Regions from separate parts of the Arachis hypogaea genome. Here region 1 is linked to region 2. The links are chromatin contacts, called in public Hi-C maps. All regions are on one chromosome and are shown on one strand. The core of a region is the stretch at or near the end of the contact, and the rest is flanking DNA. Distances in the headings are between cores, read along the strand shown.

Region 1 (5,146 bases), core at 219-2,718, 160 kb before region 2:
CAGAGCCCGGTATACTTTGTCAGTAGAGTGCTACAGCCAACAGAGATAAGGTACTTGAGGATAGAGCAACTAGCATTAGCACTGGTCACCACAGCAAGAAGGCAACAGCATTACTTCCAAAGCCACACAATAGTGGTAAGAACAGACCAACCTTTGAGGCAAATTCTAACAAAGCCCGAGATTGCAGGACGCCTGACTAAATGGTCTGTCGAACTTTTCGAGTTTGATATACAATACCAACCAAGAAAGGCTCTGAAGTCATAAGTGCTGGCTGACTTCATCTCGGAAATGACAACTGAGGAACAACATATCAAACAAAGCTAGAAGTTACATGTAGATGGTGCATCAAACCGAGAAGGAAGCGGAGCAGGGGTAATGTTAAAGGAAGGAGACAATATCATAGCCGAACAATCAGTGCAATTTACTTTTACAGCAAGTAACGACCAAGCAGAGTATGAAGCCCGGCTTGCCGGACTAAGACTCGCTCAAAACTTACAAATACACCAACTCATAGTCTACTATGATTCACTCTTGGTAGTACAACAAGTTACGGGAGAATTCCAGGTAAAAGATCCTTTGTGAGAGAAATACTGGCTCATAACAAAGGATCTCATTTTAAAGTTTGATAAATTCGAAATTATACATGTTAATAGAGAACAGAGTATAAGGGCCGATGTGTTATCTAAACTAGCCACCACCAGGTCAACAACACACACACCAACACTTTCACAATTAACACTTGAAAAACCGAGCTTTGAGCTAAATTATGTGTTGAGTATTACACAGGTAAGAGACTAGAGGACCCCTTTTCTCGAGTATATCAACACAGGAACTATTCCAAGAGAGGAACGAAATCCACAACTCTTTTGAAGGAGAGCAAGCTTTTACACAATAGTCGGAGGCAACCTATACAGGCGAGGACTCTCACAACCACTCCTCAGATGTATCAGCAAAGACGATGCCGAAATAGTAATGGTGAAAACACACGAAGGAGTATGCGGAAACCATATCGGAGGCCGCGCATTAGCTGCTAAGATCCTAAGAACGAGGTACTATTGGCCAACGATAATGAGGGATTGCATGGCCAAAGTCAAAGCATGTGGCAATTGCCAAAAGCACGCCACGATCTCAACAACACCAGCTGAGAAGCTGCACACTCTAGAGGTAAGCTGGCCTTTCGACAGATGGGGACTAGATATTCTCGGACCCCTCCTGAAAGCGCCAGGGGAGGTAAAATTTCTTTTGGTATCAATAGACTACTTTTCAAAATGGATAAAAGCAAAACCCCTCGCACGAATAATAGCTGAAAAGGTAAGGTCTTTCCTTTGAAAAAATATCATATGTCGCTATGGTGTACCAAGAGAAATAGTCTCCGATAATGAAAGACAATTTACAGACCGTAACCTCGTCTCTTTCTTACAAAATTTTAACATAAAACATCATTTCAGTTCGGTCGAACACCCACAAATGAATGGACATGTGGAATCGGCTAACCGAGTTATCTTGAAGGCTTTAAGAAAGAAGTTGGACGATGTCAAAGGCGAATGGGCCGACCTTATTCCTGAAATTCTATGGAGCTACAACACAACAGTCCAATCGGCAATAGGGGAAACCCCCTTCAAACTGGTATACGGAGCAGAAGCACTCATACCGGTGGAAATCAGCACGCCAACTCTGAAAGCCGAGCTATATAATCAAGACAAAAATACCAATACAAGGGCAACCGACTTAGATCTAATAGACGAAGAAATAGAAATGGCAGCAATAAGACAACAAGCAATGAAGCAACTCATACAAAGGCGACACGATAAAAAGGTAATTCTCCGAACATTTGAACAGGGGGAACTCGTCCTTCGAAAGACAGAGGAAGCCAGGAAACCTCAAGCTCATGGGAAGTTAGCAGCAAATTGGGAAGGCTTATTCCGAATCCGCAAAGTTCTCGACAAGGGAGCATACCAACTGGAAACACTTGCAAGGGACCTAATCCCAGGAAACTGGAATGTATCCTCTCTGAGGAAATATCAATCATAACATGTATCAGAACGAATGAAGGTACTCTTTTTCCCATTTGAGATTTTTTTCCAGAATAATAGGGTTTTACTCAAAGGGTTTTAACGAGGCCGGACGCCACATTACATCATGTAAACGACATAATAAATTCGATCAGTTCTAATATCAATTCGCAAAACATCATACTATAATGACATCTATGTCATTCATGCAAACTAGATCAAACCAATATCTAATCCAAAAAGTAAACCGAGCTTCATACTCGGCAAAGTCAAAACAGACAAACGCCATAAACCTCGGCAATGTTCAACAAAACACATCAATGTCAAATTTACAAACAAGCAAAATAATAAGCTAACAATAATTTCATTCTATCTTGTCTCCAATACTTGAGCTTTCACTCTATTTCTCAGCCTCATCATCAATCAACTCCCCATTAACAATAATCTTTGTAGCGTCAAGCTTAGCAACATCAACCTCAGGAAACAAAACTCGAATCTGGAAGGCGGCCCGATCAAAACCTTGAGCGAAAGCCTCATAAACTTCATTTTCCAGCTCCTTCACCCAAGCTGCTAGCTGGCTGTTCAGCCTGTTCTCAGACTTCAAGGTTTTAGACTCCTGGGAAACTGACAACTGAAGCCATTTCTCCTCGATAAGCTCGGTCTCTTTTTGTTTAAGAGAGGATGAAAGCTCAATAATCACTTTCTCCTTCTCCTAAACAGCAGAAGATAGCTCAGCAACACTAAGGGACTCTTTCCTCTCAGACTCAATAGCAAGCTCCTGAGCCCTACCTATGGCAACAATCCGAGCGCCAATCACCTGAGAAAGAAACTAATCAGTAGATAACCAAAAAAAAACAAATTGGAAAACAAATGTACAAACAAAATACCTGGAGGAAACGACTGGTTCCGGCTCGCCCAACTTCATCAATCATCTTCAAGTCCTCAGGAAAACGACACAACTCGTCGGCAAGAGTTGTGAAAGGAAAAAACCTCGACCACAAGGATTTCATATGATCGTCATCACGGTACCCATGAAGCCTCTTTTGAGACTCATAGGCGGATTCCACGATCGCCAGGTTATGAGAATCTTCCTCCTTACCTTCAACAACCCCAGCATCTTTCCCACGAGTCTTTCCCCTCTTTCTTTTTTGGCGAGGGTTCACCTCGGACTGTACGGCAACATTACCACCCTCCTTATCAGCATTAGCGGTCGACCCCTCTTTCTCATTCTTTTTTCTTTGACTGAAAAACGATTTCAACCCAGTAGTAGTAATTGTGGGAGCCTTCTCAGCTGCAAAGATACACAAAAAACAAATATCAGGAACGACTATACCATCATAGCAAAAATCATTACCAAAACTAATTACCTAGGTAATCCAAAACGGCTTCTTTATCTGAATCCCACTTTAACAACTCCGCAATAGATAACAGTCCTTTAGATTCTAACATTTCTAACAAAAACTCCAAGACAATATTATCGTCGGACACCCTATCATCAACATCAAGCACCGGGGTAGGCTCAGGGGACCAAGAAACAGGAAACCTCTCCTCTAAAAACTCATTCAGATAAAACGGAAACTCCTCCTCAACGCTTCTAATTTTCACAAACATGGTCTTAAAATTTTTATAAGAAAACTTATAGAGAGAGAAAATAGAACGACGGGGATGGCTACTAAGGTTCACCTACAAGCCACGTCTAACACCTTTAGTTTGGAAAAGGGAAAAGAAAACCCTAAGGGATGGAGGACGACGCTCTAAAACATCCATCAAAATTTCGAAGGTCCGGACAAAACCCCACAAGTTGGGGTGTAACTGAGACGGAGCGCAATTCAACCAAAATAAAACCCTACATTCAAAATTGGAAAATGGGAGTCGGACACCTAATTCAGTCAATAAGGAAGTATAAAGGTAAAAGTAAGACCAACCATCAACCCTCTCACACACACGGTCATTTTACTCACAAGGTAAAACCTCTATCCTTACTTCACAACCATCCCTGACCCACACATTTGACCCCAAGACCTTCACTGAATCAACGTTACGAAATCGAGACACACAACATTTCACCTGCTCACTCACCCAACTACAGGGATCATCCTCTGTAACAACAACCTTATCATTTTCCATTTTTTGAAAAATAAACAAAGAAAAACAAATACTAACAACCCACAAAATCCGGACGAGCTATCCACAGCTCGGATCCACACTCACCAAGTCAAAACTAACCTCGGCAAACGAGGAAAATCCTGAAATAAACTCCAACCAAACAACCTAAAACGTCTATATAAACAAACAAGTAACCCCGGAGTAAAACAGGTTACACGACTCACTCTGATCTTCTTATCATTAATTCTCTTAAACCATATTCTAACTTGAGTGTCGGAGTGCTTTTTGCATGTGCTCCCGCCGCGGTGTTCCAACCAGGCCGACATATAACTCTTCCGTCTGAACACAGTCATCAGCAGAAAGAGTCATCATACCTCGACACCATACGCACGGAACAGAAATGTAGAGAATTCTCAGTCAAACTCATATATATATATATATCATTGTTTACTTGTTTTTAGTCTCATCTCTTTTATTTATTGTTGTTTCAGTTATATTAAAAACCTTAGAAATTGCTTTGCTAAATCAAAATTAATTTTGTTTCATTAAAGAAAAAAAAATTAACAATTTGTTTCTACTACGAACTACTCACAAGCAAAAGTCCTTGATAAGTTTTAAGGTTTTATCAATTTCAGAAAAAAAAAATAGCATGATTGAATTCCCTTTTCGTGCATAATTAGTCATTTTATTCTTTTCTTCCCTACATTCTCCTATCGCTTCGACGTAGCAACAGTACAAAAAATAAAATAAAATGGAATGAAAGCAATTTGTGATGCTCATCTTTTATTGCTCTTACAGCTATAACCTAGAAAATTGATTGAAACAATTTTTTTCTGGTTGCACAAAAACAGAATGTGAAATATCAAATATGAACAAAACTTGTTCTTCATTTCGTAGCGAGAGTGTAAAATATATTTTTTTTGAAAGCAAAAGAGCTCAACACACTAAAGTGGAGTAAAGTTTGTCGAATAAAACAAACAACCAGACAACACCCCAAAGTACCAACCACCAAGGACTAGAAACCCGCA
Region 2 (5,131 bases), core at 27-2,526:
ATCACGGCCTCTCCATCGCTTCCCCTAATCAAACTTGACGGAAAAAATCTTATATGACAGTTATCGGCGTTGATATGGACGTTTATTCAGACTGAAGTGCCATGTTGGATTAGGAGAAATGGTCAGGGGTCGATTTGTCCCCATGCCTCCTCCAAAAACGACGTCGCTTTTGAGGAATGGCAGAATGAAACATCGCTCTCACCCACATAACCCCAAACCTTAATCCGTATTTACAAAATAACCAAATCCTTGTAATATTCTTCGCATGAAAAGAGAAACACCAGATGGAGTAGTTGATTGTGGTGCTAACAAGGGTGCTAACAAGGTCGCTGAGAAGGACCCAAACGACGCTTCTAACTGCACAATTGATGGAGTCACAAATGACGTCGAGTGGAGATAGCTGTTGTCGCCGTTCAGGTTAGTGAGTCTATTCCTAAATTGCATTTTTTTTAATAGCATGAGACTCGCAATAGCACTTTAGAGATACTTATTTTTTCTTCCTTTAAGCTCCAACACTCTCACTAGAGTTCATGCTGCAAATCGAATTATTGCCTCCGATTCACAGGTTCGAGGACGAACAACGTTCTCCACTCCCAATCATGGTGTTTTAGGATTTGTCTTTTGTTGTTTCGCATACGAATGAGTAAGGAGAAGTTGAGGGAGCAAAGAATCATCCAAATTAAGTTTTGGTTCAGCGGATGATGCGTCGTTTTTGAAGGAGGCAAGAGGACAAATCGACTCTTGTTTATTCCTCTTAATCCAACATGACACTTAAATCTAAATAAACGTCCACGTTAGATATGATGATTTTTCTGTCAAGTTTGATAAAGGAAGATGGTAGAGGGGCCACGATGACTCATTTTAGAGACAAATAAGAGCTGGCTTGAGTATTTTTTTTACAAAAATTGTCTTGTTCTAATTTTAAATAAATAAAGACAGAATTAAGTGTTCACCTTTTTTATTTGTTATAATGCCACCCACCTTACGAATGATTTTTTTTTAATATACATTTGCATGAATTTAAAGGCTAATTTTTTTATATGAAAATTATTATTGTATTATTCTCTCTCATAAAGAAGTGGTGTATTTTAATTTAATATAAAGGTAATTATAAAGAAGAAGGTCTAATTTGTACATTAAATTTTTTTTTTTAATTTTAAAACACAAATAAAAAAGTCAGATCTATGTTTTAAAAAATTAAAGTTCAGAAATCAGAGGTTGAGTTTTGTGTAGGTTTACAAATAGGAGGGAAGATTTTGTGTGTTAAAAATTTTAAAAAATTATACTTCACAAATCGGACGTTCCCTCTCTCTCCGTCTCGGATCGAAGTCGCTCTCTCTCGCACCGGCGCCCTTGGGTCGCTCTCCCTCGCGTTTCTCTCTCCCTCACAGCTGCGCAGACCGAAGGCTCTCTCTTTCTCTGCTCTGGTAAGCTATTTGTTTATTTTTCTTTTATTTTGCTGTTTGTGGCAGGGATGTTTGAAGATTCTGTTTTCTGTTTGAGTTTTGAGGGATGTTTGATGATTCAGTTTGAGCTTTGGAATGTCTGATTTACTGATTTTTTTTTCTTGATTAATCACTGATTTACAAATTCTGTTCTCTATTTTTTAGTTACTGATTATTGATTCTGATCTCTATTATTTTGTTATTCTATTCTCTATTGTTTAGGGTTTGAGTTATGGATTCTGTAATAGTGATGCAGCTTAGGATTCCAAAGATTCAAAATAGGAAATAATATAAAGTAATTAGTCTAGTAAGTATTGGGGAAAAGGGAATTTATCACATAATGCAGCAGAACAATTGAATGTTTAAGAACTATATTGCAATATAGTACATTGACACAACATTTTGAACCTAAGCAAAATAAGATTGAAAACAAGCTTGGAAGGCAATTTATATTAAAAAGAAGAAAAGGAAATCAAGTCTGGAACAAAGAAAAAGTTAATATAGAGTATAAAAACAAAAGGAAGTAATGATAATTTGTGGGACTGGTTCATCTAAGTTTTGTGGTTGCTGTTTTTTAATTATTTAATTTGGTGTTCTAATTTGTTCTAATTTTCTTTCAACATGATGTAAATTAGTATCTACTGTCTAGGCCATTGTTTTGATATAAAGGAATTGATTTATGCTTTATCGCATTCATTTCTGCGTTTTGTAACTGTTTCTGTTATTAGTTTGTGTCTTTAGTATTGATTTCACGGATTTGTTTGTTCTTTTGTTTTCTATTTTTGGTTTATGACTGGAATTACTTTTATATCTTCAAATGATGCTTTCTTTAGTTTTAGTGAAGCATTGGTCTTCTTTCATAACGTCCTGTTTTTATAAACTCTCATTGCTTCCTTTTGTTTTTATACTCTGTATTAATTTTTCCTTGTTCCAGACTTCATTTTCTTTTCTTCTTTTTAATATAAATTGTCTTGCAAGTTTGTTTTCAATATTATTTTGCTTAGATTCAAAGTGTTGAGTCTATATACTATATTGCAGTGTGGTTCTTAAAATATTTAATTGTTTGCTGCATATGTGATAAATTCCCTTTTTCCCAATATTTTTACTATACTAATTACTTTATATTATTTCCTATTTGAATCTTTGGAATCCTAATTCTGCCATCCTCAGGTGCTTCACTATTCCTCACTCTTTCCATTACCCTTGTCTCCATCATATTCATTCTCTCTTCCTCGTTGCGCAACACTGCTACTCTCTGCCCCAAGTCAACACTCAGTGCTGCCGTTTTTCCTGTCCCCCAGATCACCAGTAGCTAAACTCTTCATTTAGATTGTAGCTTGTCACTTTCTCTCTTTTTGTTAGTTAGATGCTTGCCTCTATGTTCATTTGTGCTGCCTCATCAGGCTATTAACAGCTGTAGAAGGCCGTACATTTTCAACCTTCAAGGAGGTTGGTTGATTCATATAGATTTCTTGTTTCTTATGTAGTAATTTCATCTTGGTGCAGGAATATTGTTTTTCCTCTCCTGATAAAACATTCAACATGCTTAATTTTTCTTGTAGGATCTCTAAACAGTCTTCTGGCCGAAAGTACTTGGTCTGTTTCCACCCCTACCATAGTGGGTGCTCTAGAATTTGAAATAGATCTGTTGTCACCTCACTGTGCGATCACTCACTTAATGTCTGGAACTCCTCTCTCCAGTCACAAGCATCACCTCCCCCCCTTAAAATATGTATGTGAAGTATATTATCCCCTTTCTCTTCTGTTCCATCAAATTCCAATATCAGTAGTACAAAATAAACTCTTCTCTTCTCTTCTGCACAGGTTTTCATGTCCGATTGGTGGCTTGCCAAGCCTTGCCTTCCACTCCAGGGTTTAGCGGTTGGTGGCATTGCTTATGGCCAGTAAGAATCAACCAATTAATCTTATTTTTTCATTTGATTCTTCTAAGTTTGTTTTGAACTTATGTTTCATTACACTACATTTCCCTTGTTCTTGTCTATCCTGCAGGAGAGAGAGAATGTTCTTATCGACAGTGATTGCAAAGAGGCACGAGGCGAATGTCTTGGAGACTGAAGACGGAGTCACTCTTCACTTAAGTAGTTTCATTAACAGCTCTCGCTCGTTTCAGAATGGCTTCCCACGTGAGGTACTATGTCCATATTCATATTCCTATCTTATTCGGTTTCTGATTACCATAGGTGAACTTAATCACTTCACTCGTGCAAATGCAACTTGTGCACCAAGAGCAACAACAACAAATTAGTCTAGTCTAGTGTAGAAAACCAATTCATGCTTTGACTATCAACCTTCCAAGTTGATGGCACAAGCAGATATATAAAAAGAAGAGTAAAGTAATATTTTTTGTCCTTAACGTTTGCGGTTTTTTTCAAAAATACCATTAATGTTCAATTTCATTCAATTTTGTCTTTAACATTTTCGATTCATTCAATTTTTTCATTGACGTTTTTAATTTGTGTCAAAACTACCCCTGAAATATTTCAATTTTGTCCCTAAAGTTTTACAAGGAATTAACGTCCAGGGGTAATTTTGATACAAATCGGAAACGTTAAGGACAAAATTGAATGAAACTAAACGTTAAGGATATTTTTGAAAAAAATCGTAAGTGTTAGGAACAAAAAATATACTTTACCCTAAAAAGAATCAAGAGAGTCTATTCTAAATTGTATTTGACAATCTGTTTATTAGTACAAAACTCAAGAACACAAAAAGAAAGTACCAAACAGCAGAGCATTACTTAGAGTTGGTTCGAGATAGTTGGTTACTTTATAAAATTATACTCAAATTCAAAAAGTATATAAGATGCTCTACCTAACTCCATAGTCAATTGCTAGGATTAGAATTCTCCTAATGAACCAGATATCCATTGTCTTAATGATAGTGTTTGCTGCTAAATCTCTTTAAACAGGTATGTGAAGACTTCTTGTTGGGATTTCCAGACGATTGGCAAAAGTACACTGCTCATAGTTTTAGAGCTAAATGTGTCGATGGGCATACTGGATTTTGTGAGCCAAATGCTTCTTTACACAAGAGGGCTATTGATCCTATCCCATTTTCCATTCGTGATCATCGTTCGGCAGAGAGATATGATTTTTCATCGTCCAATGATGGAATTCTCAAAGCAAAAACGAATATCTGCAATGAACCAGAGAATTCAATTGTCAATGTTTTAAAGCAATCCGTATCAAAAAATAGTGTGGAATGCAGTAATAGCAAGAAAACTGTGGAGGGTGAACGCAATGACAATATTGTGAGTCTTAAATCGTCTCAGTCACTTGTTGACACGATGGATGATGGTGAAAATGGAGTCTTAGTAGCTGCACCGATAAGCCAAGTTGTAAATCCAAACAACGATCAATCTTTGACAGGTGTGTTTGACTGGAATCCATGTAAAGTTCATTCTGGGAAAAGCATGGTTGGATCTCCAGTTTCGACAGCGAAAATCAGAGTAACACAATCATCGGGTGACTGCAAGGAGGAACATGTTAGTCACACTAGAAAATATTCGAAAAAAAATCTCACATCACTCAAAGAAACCAGTTCTTGTCCAGTTAGAAGATCTCCCAGGCTGTCAAAGTCAACGAAATGAGCAAGTAAAACCTGTATGAGAAACAAGTCGTCATTCTTTGTTGCGGTAAGAAATGGATTAATTGTTGTTGTTTTGT

The links. Hi-C and Micro-C count contacts between places; a contact is called where the count stands out from the background.
Region 1: a contact with region 2 is called in a Hi-C map of leaf, with 1.6 times the contacts expected there. The contact joins the promoter of LOC140177495 here to the promoter of LOC112737697 in region 2. A contact is called at or near these places in 4 of 8 Hi-C or Micro-C datasets (leaf and an unstated tissue).

The regions. Positions count from the first base shown.
Region 1 is chr13:23,202,228-23,207,373 of arahy.Tifrunner.gnm2.J5K5, reverse strand. LOC140177495 reads left to right here and starts at 1,468. Exons shown (of 1, transcript XM_072210607.1): 1 at 1,468-2,031. The coding sequence starts at 1,468. The coding sequence ends at 2,031.
Region 2 is chr13:23,041,027-23,046,157 of arahy.Tifrunner.gnm2.J5K5, reverse strand. LOC112737697 reads left to right here and starts at 1,276. Exons shown (of 7, transcript XM_025787724.2): 1 at 1,276-1,427; 2 at 2,616-2,753; 3 at 2,849-2,894; 4 at 3,008-3,177; 5 at 3,270-3,349; 6 at 3,456-3,594; 7 at 4,375-5,131. The coding sequence starts at 3,124. The coding sequence ends at 5,055.